Linked DNA regions of Mus musculus: regions 1 and 2 are each linked to region 3. The links are chromatin contacts, called in public HiChIP or PLAC-seq and Micro-C maps. All regions are on one chromosome and are shown on one strand. Each heading gives the region's core, a stretch centred on a gene start, on an enhancer-like site or on the middle of the called end of the contact. The rest is flanking DNA. Distances are from core to core; before and after follow the strand shown. Region 1 overlaps 2700054A10Rik (RIKEN cDNA 2700054A10 gene). Region 2 holds the start of Dact2 (dishevelled-binding antagonist of beta-catenin 2). Region 3 holds the start of Tcte2 (t-complex-associated testis expressed 2).

Region 1 (3,713 bases), core at 1,140-3,639, 270 kb before region 3:
GGGAGGGGAAGGTGGCTTGGAGAAGACTAGGGGTGGGAATTCTAGTTTCAGAGAATGATTCATGGAACACATCTGGCCAAGTCCTGAAGGTCCCAAGAGAAGCTGGAGCCAGTATAGCTGTCTCTGAAGATCAGGGCTTCATCACTGAAAGACGTGACAAGTATGTGTCTACACTGGGCTGCTGGGCAGAGCTAGAAATGAATGGAAAATCCTTAAACTGAGCACATTACCAAAGCAGGCGTGGAAGCTGGTGAACCATTCACGGATGGTCAGAGCGGGGTCTTCCCAGCAGACAAGTGAAACTGGGTGTCAGCACACTGCGTGGACCGAAAGTAGCAGGTTCATTGTTGACCTCGGTGTCTGAGCATTGGATGTACCCGGTGACCTGGCATTGTGTTTGATGTGTTCACCAAAAGGCTGAGCAAAGAGGCATCTGGGAAACAAAGTGGCAGATTGAGTTGACGTGCTCTTGAGTGGCCGGGAGGGACAGTGTTTGGGGGTAGGAAGGGTTACCCCCTCTCTTAAGGAAAGAGATCCCTTCCCTAGCATGAGTGAGTTTCCAACAGCATAGGCCTAGTCCTTCTGACACCCTACTAGCAAGCAAGGCTGCTTTGAACTTTACCTCTATGCATAGGGTGCTGAGATAGACCCTTAGGAAGATGGGGCATACGCCAGCAGCAGGAGCAGGAGGGGTGCGGGGGAGGGAGGATCCTGCTTTTTAGTGTGGAAGTCCTGAGGGATCTTGAGCAGAACCACTAAAACTGCTATCCCTGCAAAGTCTGAGCTGTCCTCAGTCTCCCCTTCTGTGACTCTCCTTACCTCCAGCACCAGCCCCTCTCTGATGGTTTGAATGTGCTTGGCCTAGGGCGGGGCAGTATTAGGAGGTATGGCCTTGTTGGAGGAGGTATGACCCTTGATGGGGTAGGCTTTGAGACCCTTCTCCTAAATGCCCCAGGACAGTCTGTCCCTGGCTTCCTTTGGATGAAGATGTAGAACTCTCAGCTCCCCCAGAGCCATACTTGCCTGGAGGCTACTGTGCTTCCTGCCATGATGATATTGAACTGAACCTCTGAACCTGGAAGCCAGCCCCAATTAAATGTTGTCCTTTTAAGAGTTGCCTTGGTCATGGTGTGTGTTCACAGCAGTAAAACGCTAAGACACCTTCCTTCCAAGTCTCAAAAAAATCTGGGATCTGTGAGCAAATGCAGAGGCTCTACAGCAGGGAAGCCTGGCCCTGGCCCTCTCCGTGACGCCAGACTGCAGTGCCTAACAGGGAGTAGGGGCAGGAACAAGCCCCAAGTTCATAAGATGTATCCTCAAACCCACGTGTATCCCCATCCACCATGACTCCACTGTGGTGTGCATGGGAGTCCACTAGGGCCGCTGACCAAATCCCACCAGCCGTAGCTTACACAGCAGCTTCATTTCTTGGGCGGGCTAGATGGTTCAGCACTTTGTAAGTGTGAGAACCCAATGTCACGTCTTCAGCACCCACGCAAAAAGCCAGGCACGGCAGCGCTTGGAGTCTCACTGTGTGCAGGGAGAAGACAGGAGGGTCCTTTGGCTTTTCTGCCAGTTGAATTTCCTATGAGAGACCTCATCTCAAGGAGGTGGAGAGTGCACAGCTCACCCCTCTCCTGCATGTACACGCGTGCGCGCACACACACACACACAGAGAGAGAGAGAGAGAGAGAGAGAGAGAGAGAGAGAGAGAGAGAGAGAGAGAGAGAGAAATGTTGGACACTGAAAGTCAAGACTACAAGTTGGCAGGACTGGCTTAACCTGAGATTTATAAATGGCATCTCCTTCCAGTACCTTCCCTTTATATCTGTCCCCGTCTGCATTTTTCCTTTTTATAAGGATACAGGCATATTGGATTAAAGCTTACACTCAGGACTTCATAGCTTGATCCCCCCTGTATAAGGATCTATCTTCAGATAAGGTCATCTGTAGTCTCAGGACTGAAGCTTCTAACTAGGAGCCTTGGGGTGGGGCACAACTAACCTATAACAGGACTCTGTACTTCCTTCTTCCCCAGTACAACTGTGCACATGAAGAGCTGGAAACCACTGTAAGCTCTGTGCTGGGATTCAGCTGAAGAAGCTGCTAGAATCATGTCTGCATATGTGCTTAGGAGCAGGGGCCAGGCCCAGGAGTATTTCAAAGCTCTCTGGGCAAAGGTCATTGAATGCTGAAGGGTGGGAATGCTCTTACAAATTTAGGGTCCATCCACTTCTCCATCAGCTCTAATGAGCCTCAGAAAAATATAAAGGTTAGAAAACTGTTTACATAACAGAGCAAAACATCTGCCTTAGAAAGAACAGCAGCAGCCAGGGAAGGGTGCTGGTCCCAGGAAAGCAGTGTGGTCACCTGCTCACGTGCTCACAGGGAAGGAGCCCTGACCCAGAAGTGACTCAGCAAAACCCTCCATTCCTCAGGGGCTCACCGAGCTCACACTATCTTAAAGATGGCAAGAGGCCAAAGCAAAATGATGCTCGTGCATTGTGGGGCCTGTTGGGACTGCAGTGACAGTGGGACATGTGAAATGGGCAAGCCCCTCACAGATGGTGAGACCCAGAGGCAAAGATTCAGGCTGCCTGGCCAAGCATGGCTCCTGCGGCACTGCCTGACCCTCCTGTTCAATCTCCACTGAAATAGAGCTCTCTGTCTGCCCAGCTCTGCTCCGAGATCAGACATGGGTATGACTCATGAGATTGGTGCCATCTGGAAGGTAGTATTTGTACAGGGCTAGATCTGCAATCTGTAAACTGACGACAATCTCGGGCAGTGAGGGCCCTGAGAAACACAACTGGGAAAACAAAGGGTGGTAGAAACCAGTGGGCTCCTTTCTACCTAGACTAAAACCCTGGATAAAAAGGTAGACAGCCAAATGAATTGCTTAGTTTCTTCCTTCTTAGTTGGTGTGCGTGTTTTCTCAGCTTTGTAGCTTGGAAAACAGCACTGGAACCACAGTGGTCTAGGCAGAGAAGCAGAGAGCAGGCACTGAACACAGACATCATGTTAGAGACAGGCTTCTACAGTGACCCCTCAACTACTGGTAGGCTGCATGGGCAGTGGGGGGGTCCCGGTGGTTGTGGTGCCCAATGATGTCATAGCCAGCTTGGCATCTGTAAGCACATACTATTAAGCTGGCAGAGTCAGCCTGTCCAAGAAGACATTTCTCAGAATGCACAGAGCTGTGGAGCTGGGACTCTCACCTGAACTGTTTCACCTCCAAATTCCTCAACCCCAACTTCGGTGTCCCTCCCCTAGGGTGACCATGGAAGTCAGGAAGAAACCTGTCACACTGACGGTGCCCCTCCCTGCTCTGGCCACCTGTGAAAACCACTTCCACCATGTCGCCTGTCAACCTGCAATGAGCGGTATCCATGGGACTCTCCCAAAGCCAAGCAACTCCTCAGGACCTTTGAAAAGCTGTAAATATCTTCACATCTCAGTCCATTCTGGGTTTGCTGGAGAAAACCAAATATCTTCCCAAACAAGCCAGAAAACCAGACACTGGTCAGATTTAGCCATGGTTATCGGAATAAACAAGAGGTCCTAGGAACAGTCAGGTCTTCAGGGCCAAGCCATGTTCAAGTCCGTGTGCGTCCACACAGGCTACTGACTGTTTCAGTTCCCCCTTTGCCTTATTTGTGCATAATTTATCAGCCTTCTGACTTAAGGCTGGCTGAGTGTTGGCTGCTGTGATT
Region 2 (3,492 bases), core at 576-3,075, 440 kb after region 3:
CAGGTGAGCCAGCGGGAGGGCTATGTGCCGCGGTTTAAGCGGTTTAACTAGAAGGTACTGCAGCTCTTTCCCCGTTTTCTTTACTCAACAAGTAACATTGCTCCCATCCACCCCCACCCTCCCTCCACCCCACCCCCTACCCCACCCCGCATAAGAAACATGGTGAAGTGATAAAGCCACATAGAATTCAATTATTTTTCACTTTTCCCCCGTGAACCAAGTTTCAAGACAAAGCCAGTGTGTTCCTCCTGGTCTCCTGGAGAGGAGGGGGAGTGTGTCAACAAAAAGCTTGTTTGATCTCTCCACAGGCTCCTGGTAATTGGAGTGTGAGGGCTCACAGATTGGGTTTGTGTATTGCTGACGTGGGGGGGGGGGTTTAATCGTTAACCTTCAGGAACGGGTCATGCTTGTAACTCATCAGTGCGCCTGCCTGGCTGAGATCACGTGACCAGTGTGGAGCACCCCCACCCACCCCTAAAGACAGGCACCTGTTATAATGCCTTGGTCCCGTGGGTGCAACAGTGTACAGAGTCCAGTCCTCACCGGCCATGTCTCTCTCTGGGCAGCAGTTGGGTGTCTCAGACTGGAGGAGACTGTCAGCTGGATTCCGCCCTCAGCCAGATCTCTTACACTCAGGGAAGATTCCAGGTGTCCTGGGGAGTAGTGACTCAGACACTGGACTTCCTGATTCTTTAGACACAAACCCAACACTATTCTGAACTAAAGTTGATTGGAACACAGCAGTTTCACCCTGAACTTTACCAAGAGGCTACTTTCAACAGGACAGATCCAAATTTCACCGTGAAAAAAAAATCCCACTTAAAGAGTTGTGGACGCAACGCTATCACACTCTTTCGAGTGCGCACTATTTTGTTCTTTTAAAAATACTGCAGTACTGAGGGGAAGGAACCTTGAGCTGTTTCTAGAAATGGGTAGCAATTCTACTCCCGAGGGGCCCCAAGTGGTCTACAGAGGGGGACTCGATGGGCGCGGGTAGATGAGAAAGCGCCACTAATCCCCTCTCCCACGTTCCGCATACCGGAGGACACTCGTCTTATTTTTTTTTTTTTTTTAATGGGATCAGGTGACGTGCAATCTTGGAGACGATCCTCAGCGGGCAAGACTCCTCAATGACCCAAGCAAACCCAGTACAGTGCCCTGTGGCTCAAGTTCACGCAGTGTAGCCACGCAGTGTAGCCGGATGACCTGCTCCCGGGATGAGGTCAGTATGTGCGCAGACTCCTGCCAGGCGGAATGGAGCCCACGCTCCCCACCACAACAGCCTGTGTCTAGCCAGACTTGCGCGCCGCCGCACCAAGGTTGTGTCCGCCGCAGAGGCGGTGCGCAGTCAACCCCGGGTCCCGCGCGCGGCTCTCCAGCTCGCACCCCGCGGCGCGCTCCCCACGCAGCCGCGCATCTGCTCTTTCCGCTCGCACATTCCACGCAACTGCGCCCCGATCGCGCCCCAGCAGGTCCCTTCGGCCGCTCGCGCCCAACTTGCTCCTTACCAGCTGCTCCCGTAGCGCGGTCAGCGCCGCCTCCAGACGCAGCTCCTGGCCGCGGGGCCCTGGCGCAGGGTGCAGGCCCAGAGCTCCCCGCACGCGTGCTTGCTGCGTGGCTCGCAGCCCCTGAAGCTCCTGCAGCCCGGCCAGTGCGGCTCGTAGTCGCGCGCCCACCCTGCGGCGGTCCCAACCCGCGGGCCCCTGGCCGCTCGGTGCCCACATCTCCCGGACGCTCAACCGCCGCGCCGCGCGTCCCCGTCGCGTCTCCCCGCCCCCGGCTGCAGGTCGCTTAGGTGGGTTGGGACCTATCGCTGGCCGCGGAGGGCGGTGTTTGCGACGCCCGAGGTCACAGCGGCCGCCCCCTGCCCGCCCCGTCGACCGGCCGCGCCCTCGCCCAACCCCTGCGCCCCTGGGACCTATGAGCTCATCGGGGAAGGCCAAAAGCCCCTCCGCAGAGGGACAGAGAGGAGCTTAAGCATAGGCAAAGGTTTTGTTTAGGTTTTTAAATTTAAAAAAATTACAAAAGAAAAAAATTTACATTGCAAGACGCACGTTCCTATTTGTAAGCTGATTAAAATGGAAAATCCTATACCAGGTTCGCCAATGTACATGGAAAACCTGCGCTCGCTTCTCAGTACCGAGTCCAGCTTCACACACATGCTACGCACCTTTAAGGAAGCTTCTAGAAAGTTCCTGAGGTGTGCAGCTCTCACCATGGTGGTCACTTCAGCAACACTGTCTGGATCCCAGAAGCAAGCCGCACACTCTCAGTCGCCCCCACCTCCTTTACTCACTCCATGCTCAGAGCCCCCCAGCGGCCTCCTGTGGACACTGTCTTGAGTGGAATCCTGTTATCCGGGTCTTTTGCTGTTAGACTTCCGGGCGCGCCCATTTTGCAGCACTTTACTGGCCGAGTAGAGTATCTATAGTCTTCATGTTCCTCCAGTGATAAGTTAGGAAGAAGCTGTCATCCACTTCTGCACACAGGCAGGATGAAAATGCTTTTCTCTTCCTTGAGTGTCTACCGAAGGCAGGAATTGTTGAATCGCGGGTGGTTACTGAAGAGACCACTTTCCCGTGTTCTTACCATTTCCTCCCAAGCAGGGGTGGGAAGGTGCCTCCATCCAGAGCACCCAGGCCTGTGGAGTGTAGCTTGCAGTGATTCCTCGGGCAGGAGGAAGTTAAGTATCTTTTCCCTGTAGAATCGGTCATTCAGGTTCGCTACTTGCTTTAAGTTGGCTATCTCCTTAGTAACGAAGACCAGAGTCTCCTTTAAACTCTTTCCTTATTTGCAATTTCTTTCTTAGATACAGGATTCTCACAATGTTTTCTCCAGTCTACAGGTTTCTATTCATTTTACTTCCCTATTTTTGTTTTGTTTGGTTCTAAGACCGGGTCTTACTACAACAGAACTACTCCGTAGACCAGGCTGGTCTCCAAGGAACTCCAGCCTTCTGTGTGTACCTAGATCACAGCTTCGCAGCACTGAGCTTGGTTAAAGTTTTTACTCTTTATCTTTACCTCCTTGCACCAGTTTTCCCCGCTTTTTACTGCTTTCTGTGTGACGACTGAGAAGTCGCTGCCTGATTCGAAGCTACAGACTTCTAAGCTTTTGTAGTTTAAAGCTGATACTCTGAAGTCCTTCATCCTCTCAGGCTGAGCTCTGTCCTTGATCCTCCTGAGTCTCTTTCATTTTTCTGCAGACAGTGTAGCCCACTGCCCAACAGGAAACAGTGAGAGGTGTAGATCAATGGAGGGTCAGCTGATATGGAGAAGGAATTTCTGTTTTCTGTCATATTTATGCTTGTTCCAGGCTGTGTCAATGACTCACCTTTTCACTGGGTTCTGAAGTCTGGACACATAAGCTCTCCAGCCCTGTATCTTCTCACTACTGCCTCCTGCTCTGTGCCCTCCCTATTTCCACAGAATTTATGGGTCACGTGGCCAGTGTCTGCAAAGAAGACAGCATGGGTCTTGTTGGGGGATGCCC
Region 3 (3,769 bases), core at 518-3,017:
AAAGAGGGCATGTCAAATACAGCGTATTGCTCTCTTAGCTCCGGTGAAGGCTTTCCCTTAGAGCATGCCAAACACCAATTTTACCTGGATGAACAGGGGAAAACAGCTCTTTCCGGATGTGTTCTCCAGCAAACAGATTGTTTTTGGCACGGAAGAGGCAATGAAAAAGACAAAGAAACAAACGTTCTCTAAACCCCAGAGCATTTGCTGTTCAAGATAATTTTTGGGTTTCTAGGTTCACCGGGAGGCTTTAAAAGATTAACAAAACTCACGCTAGTGTCTCTCTCTCCCCGTTCTAACTCAGATTCGTTGTTTTCCCCGAGGTGGCATGCGCTCCGCGGAGACACAAAGGGCGCCGCCGCTCCCTGGCCGGGGTTGAGGAATGCGGGGGATCCAAAAGGCACCCTGAGCCGGAGGAGGGCTCGGAAAACATTTGCACTGACGCTCACACACAACCATAATAATTTATCTTTCCTCCGGAGAAAGGTCAGCTGGGATTTGACCCCAGCAGCCAGCGCAGCCCAGGCGTCAGGGCCGCGGCGGGATGGCCGGCCAGTTCCGCCGGCCGCGCAGCCCACGCCCACCTGTCCATCCCGCTCTGCAGCTCCGGGTCGCCCCGCCCGTCAGGGCGCCGCCCCTCTGCTCGCCAGCTCGTCCGCCACCCCTGAGCCTGCCCAGGGCGGACCGAGCGCGGCCGCAGGACCGAGCGGCTCCGGTGAGGACTCACGCCTCCGGCACAGAGCGAGTGCGGCCCGCTGACACCCGACGCGCCCCTGCACGCACGCACGCGCGCGCGACCACGCGGCAGCACCTAGCGGCGCGGCGCGCGCTCGCGGGGACGCGCACGGCGGGCGGGCGCGCACGGCGGCGGGAGGGCGGGGGGCGGCGCTCGGCGCACCGGCCGCGGCTGAGGCGGGCTGAAGCGGCGCGGGCCGGACGCGGGCCGAGCCCGGCGGAGGACGCGCGGCGGCGGCGGCGGCGGTGAGGCGGCCTGCGGTGTTCCGGCCCGGCTGGCCCTGGGGAGGAGCGGCCGCGATCATGTCGGCGGGCGGCCGCGACGAAGAGCGGCGGAAGCTGGCCGACATCATTCACCACTGGAACGCCAACCGGCTGGACCTGTTCGAGATCAGCCAGCCGACCGAGGTGAGCGCCGCCGCCGCCGCCGGGGTGCGAGGGGAGGGGGCCCGCGCGCGGGCCGGCGACGCGGAGGCCGCGGGAGGCAGAGCGCGGTGGGGTCCCGCGGCCGCCCCTCCCCCGCTGGCCTGCCCGCCCGCCCGTCCGCCCGCGGACCCGCCCTCGCCCGCGGCCCTGTCCCCTCGGCCTCCGCCCACCGTACTGGCCAGCGGGGTCCCTAGGGGCGCTCGTCCTTGTCGCCTCCTGCGGTGCCCCGCCGCCCGGGCGGGGTCCAGGGCGGCTTGGTGGCCGGCGCAGAGGGCGGGCCGGCCACCTGCGCGCGGAGACACACCTGGACGTGCACTTGTGTCCCCGGGACTCCGCCTGGCCACCCACGTGGGTCCTCAGACCCCACCTGTGTCACCCGCATCCTTTCCAGGCGCGCACTTGTGTCCTCAGGCCCCGCTTGCGCCCACAGGACTGCACCTGGCCGCCCACCTGTGCGGCACGACCCACCTGTGCCCTCCCGGCCCTTACCTGCCAGCGCACCGGTCCCCGTCGCGGCCCACGCAGGCCGCGGGCCTTCCCCTGCGGGATGCGCTCCTCGCCGCCGGTTTCTTTGATGGCGTCTTCGAACCGTCGGGACGCGGATCTCGGCCCCTCCGAGGCCACGTGACCGGCCGATGCCCGCGGCGGTGTGAGCCCCGTGCGCCCCACGGCGCGCGTGCGTTCTAGCCCGGCGGGGTCCGGTGGCGCGCAGCGGGCAGACAGATAAACCCCTGCTCCAGCCCCGTGCGCTGGCGGTACGCAGCGGGGCTGCGGGAAGCGTTCTGGACGATCTTGGGGGTGGGGTGAGGGCCGGTATCCAGCCAGCCGGTTGGTACCGGGGAGACTGTCGGAGGAGTTCCGTGGCCGGCGGGAAGCCTCGGGGAAGCCTCCGTTAGACAGCGGGCCAAAGGGCGTTTGGTTAAGTTGTGGCTGGGCAGACCTGTTCCACGCGACCCCACACTATACCCAGGACTTGTGCCGGATTTGGAAATAGCTCTGGCTTTGAAACCTAAGAGGTGCTTGCTGAAACACAGCAGCCAGCGCTTAGCCGCGAACACAGATTTGGTAGATCTGAGCAGTCTTCTCAGATTGACTTAATTTTGCCGGTGGAGGAAGGCAGGTTTTCCTCTCCTTCCCTCTCACCTTCTTGTGAGCACACTTGACCTAGTTAGAGCCCTTTCTCTCGATCCCTATTTGACAAGCTAAGGTAAATTATTAGGTTCAGGTGGCCAATTTGAACACCGGTGGATGTTAAGTTACTCCTGATTCATAATTCATCTTCTGTAACGATTTTACGAGTTGTATTTTAGTAAGCAAATTTACTGTGTAGTTAGTGTTCGTTCATAGCCTTACAAGCGACTCTTTAGAAAGGAGCCCTGAATCAATATAGTTTCAGTATTATTTTGTCTTTCAGAATAATTAGCTTGATTTTTTTTTTTTTAAATGGCAGGATAAACTTTGCAAGTAAAATATTGCTAGTCAAGTGAATTCCCTTGTTCCTCCCCCTCCCCCAGAGTTCTTATCTGATTAAGAAAAGATGTGTTTTCTGTTGAGAAGTAACAGCTTAGTGTTTTAGTCTTAAATTGAGGAGTTAGCTTTAAAACATTTTAAATTAAATATTTTAGATTTAACTGGATTCTATTCTATAAGCATTCACTTGAAACTTTATCATTTTGGAGAGATGAACAGTAAAGTTGCATGTTTTGTGGAATGTTCCCCCCCCCCCCCCCCAGTTTTCTGCAGGTAAAGAGTTGTGTAGACAATGAAAAAAATTACAGGACTTAAATGAAATTATCTTTTTCATTACCCTCTCTTACATCTGAACATTTCTATTTTTAGAAACAACTTGTAATTGAAAGCCTTTCATAATGAAATTAATTTGTTTTCAAAATGTAATGGCTAGCTCACATTTTCTATTTTGTTGTTTTAGAGAATCTTTGAGTACTATTAAAATTATTCTGTTCAATTTGAAGCTGTTTTTTATTAGCACACTATATCATATAAGTAAGCTGAGTTCTATGAGTAGTGTAAGACCAGTGGCTGCAGCCTGTTGTGTCTGAGCTGCATCTGCAAACAGTTTTACCATCCTGTTTGCTTCTTATTCCATTTGGCTGTTACAATTAAGCAGGTTTCTACAAGAGGATAGGAAGTACACCAACCCCTGTAGATGTTCAGTGACCATTGAAAAGATTCCCTGCAGAAGTTGATTTGTGGGAAGGTTTAAGCCTTGTATTTGTTTAATTGGGCAGTCTTTTATGCTTGTTGGTGAGAGCATGATGAGTGTTTTCTATTGTTTGTTTATTTTGGTACAGTGTTGAGTGTCACCTGTGACTTGGTTGTGTCTGGTGGTGATAGCCACTGATGGATGAGTCTTCGCTTTCTCTGTGGGTTACATTTACCTTTAAAGAAAATGCATCATCCTGATTAAGCTTGCACTTCCCTTCACGTTTACAGTTCTGTGTAAAGGGACCCGTTCTGGGAACCAGCAAGGTGTTGCTGAGCAGTTTTCAGTCAGTCCTTAACTTGGGACTTGTGTACTTCTTGAAAAAAAGAGTTAACAGTCTAAACTCAACGTGAACATTTTATGACTGGGAGATTGATGTTAACT

What was found. Hi-C and Micro-C count contacts between places; a contact is called where the count stands out from the background. HiChIP or PLAC-seq counts read pairs in DNA pulled down with a chosen protein or histone mark.
Region 1: a contact with region 3 is called in a FOXA1 HiChIP or PLAC-seq map of pancreatic cancer cells. The contact joins the enhancer-like site here to the promoter of Tcte2 in region 3. A contact is called at or near these places in 11 of 39 promoter capture datasets (the C10 cell line, the HPC-7 cell line, cranial neural crest and 7 more), 1 of 15 datasets of contacts at CTCF or cohesin (the NIH/3T3 cell line), 1 of 484 Hi-C or Micro-C datasets (LSK cells), 14 of 115 datasets of contacts at active chromatin or transcription factors (bone marrow-derived macrophages, embryonic basal ganglia, embryonic forebrain and 8 more) and 2 of 9 other capture datasets (adipose tissue and liver).
Region 2: a Micro-C map of embryonic stem cells shows a contact between it and region 3, with 11 times the contacts expected there. The contact joins the promoter of Dact2 here to the promoter of Tcte2 in region 3. A contact is called at or near these places in 3 of 39 promoter capture datasets (cranial neural crest, embryonic stem cells and liver), 3 of 484 Hi-C or Micro-C datasets (all in embryonic stem cells) and 1 of 115 datasets of contacts at active chromatin or transcription factors (stem cell-derived neural progenitor cells).

What each region holds. Positions count from the first base shown.
Region 1 is chr17:13,490,407-13,494,119 of GRCm38.p6, forward strand. 2700054A10Rik (RIKEN cDNA 2700054A10 gene) reads right to left here. Exons shown (of 4, transcript NR_045437.1): 4 at 1-433. Among named protein-coding and RNA genes, the nearest start is that of Gm26375, 42 kb to the right of the region's middle. Within about 2 kb of position 2,390, at least 35 of the 459 cell types and tissues checked have an H3K27ac peak or open chromatin away from gene starts, as enhancers often do. A contact at or near this core is called in the NIH/3T3 cell line and pancreatic cancer cells, where this site is marked.
Region 2 is chr17:14,202,006-14,205,497 of GRCm38.p6, forward strand. Dact2 (dishevelled-binding antagonist of beta-catenin 2) reads right to left here and starts at 1,826. Exons shown (of 4, transcript NM_172826.3): 1 at 1,509-1,826. The coding sequence starts at 1,724. Gm34510 (a long non-coding RNA gene) reads left to right here and starts at 1,702. Exons shown (of 3, transcript XR_001782252.2): 1 at 1,702-1,795.
Region 3 is chr17:13,759,636-13,763,404 of GRCm38.p6, forward strand. It overlaps Tcte2 (t-complex-associated testis expressed 2), which reads right to left and starts at 1,768. Exons shown (of 3, transcript NM_022311.3): 1 at 1,651-1,768. It overlaps Afdn (afadin, adherens junction formation factor), which reads left to right and starts at 906. Exons shown (of 33, transcript NM_010806.1): 1 at 906-1,143. The coding sequence starts at 1,039.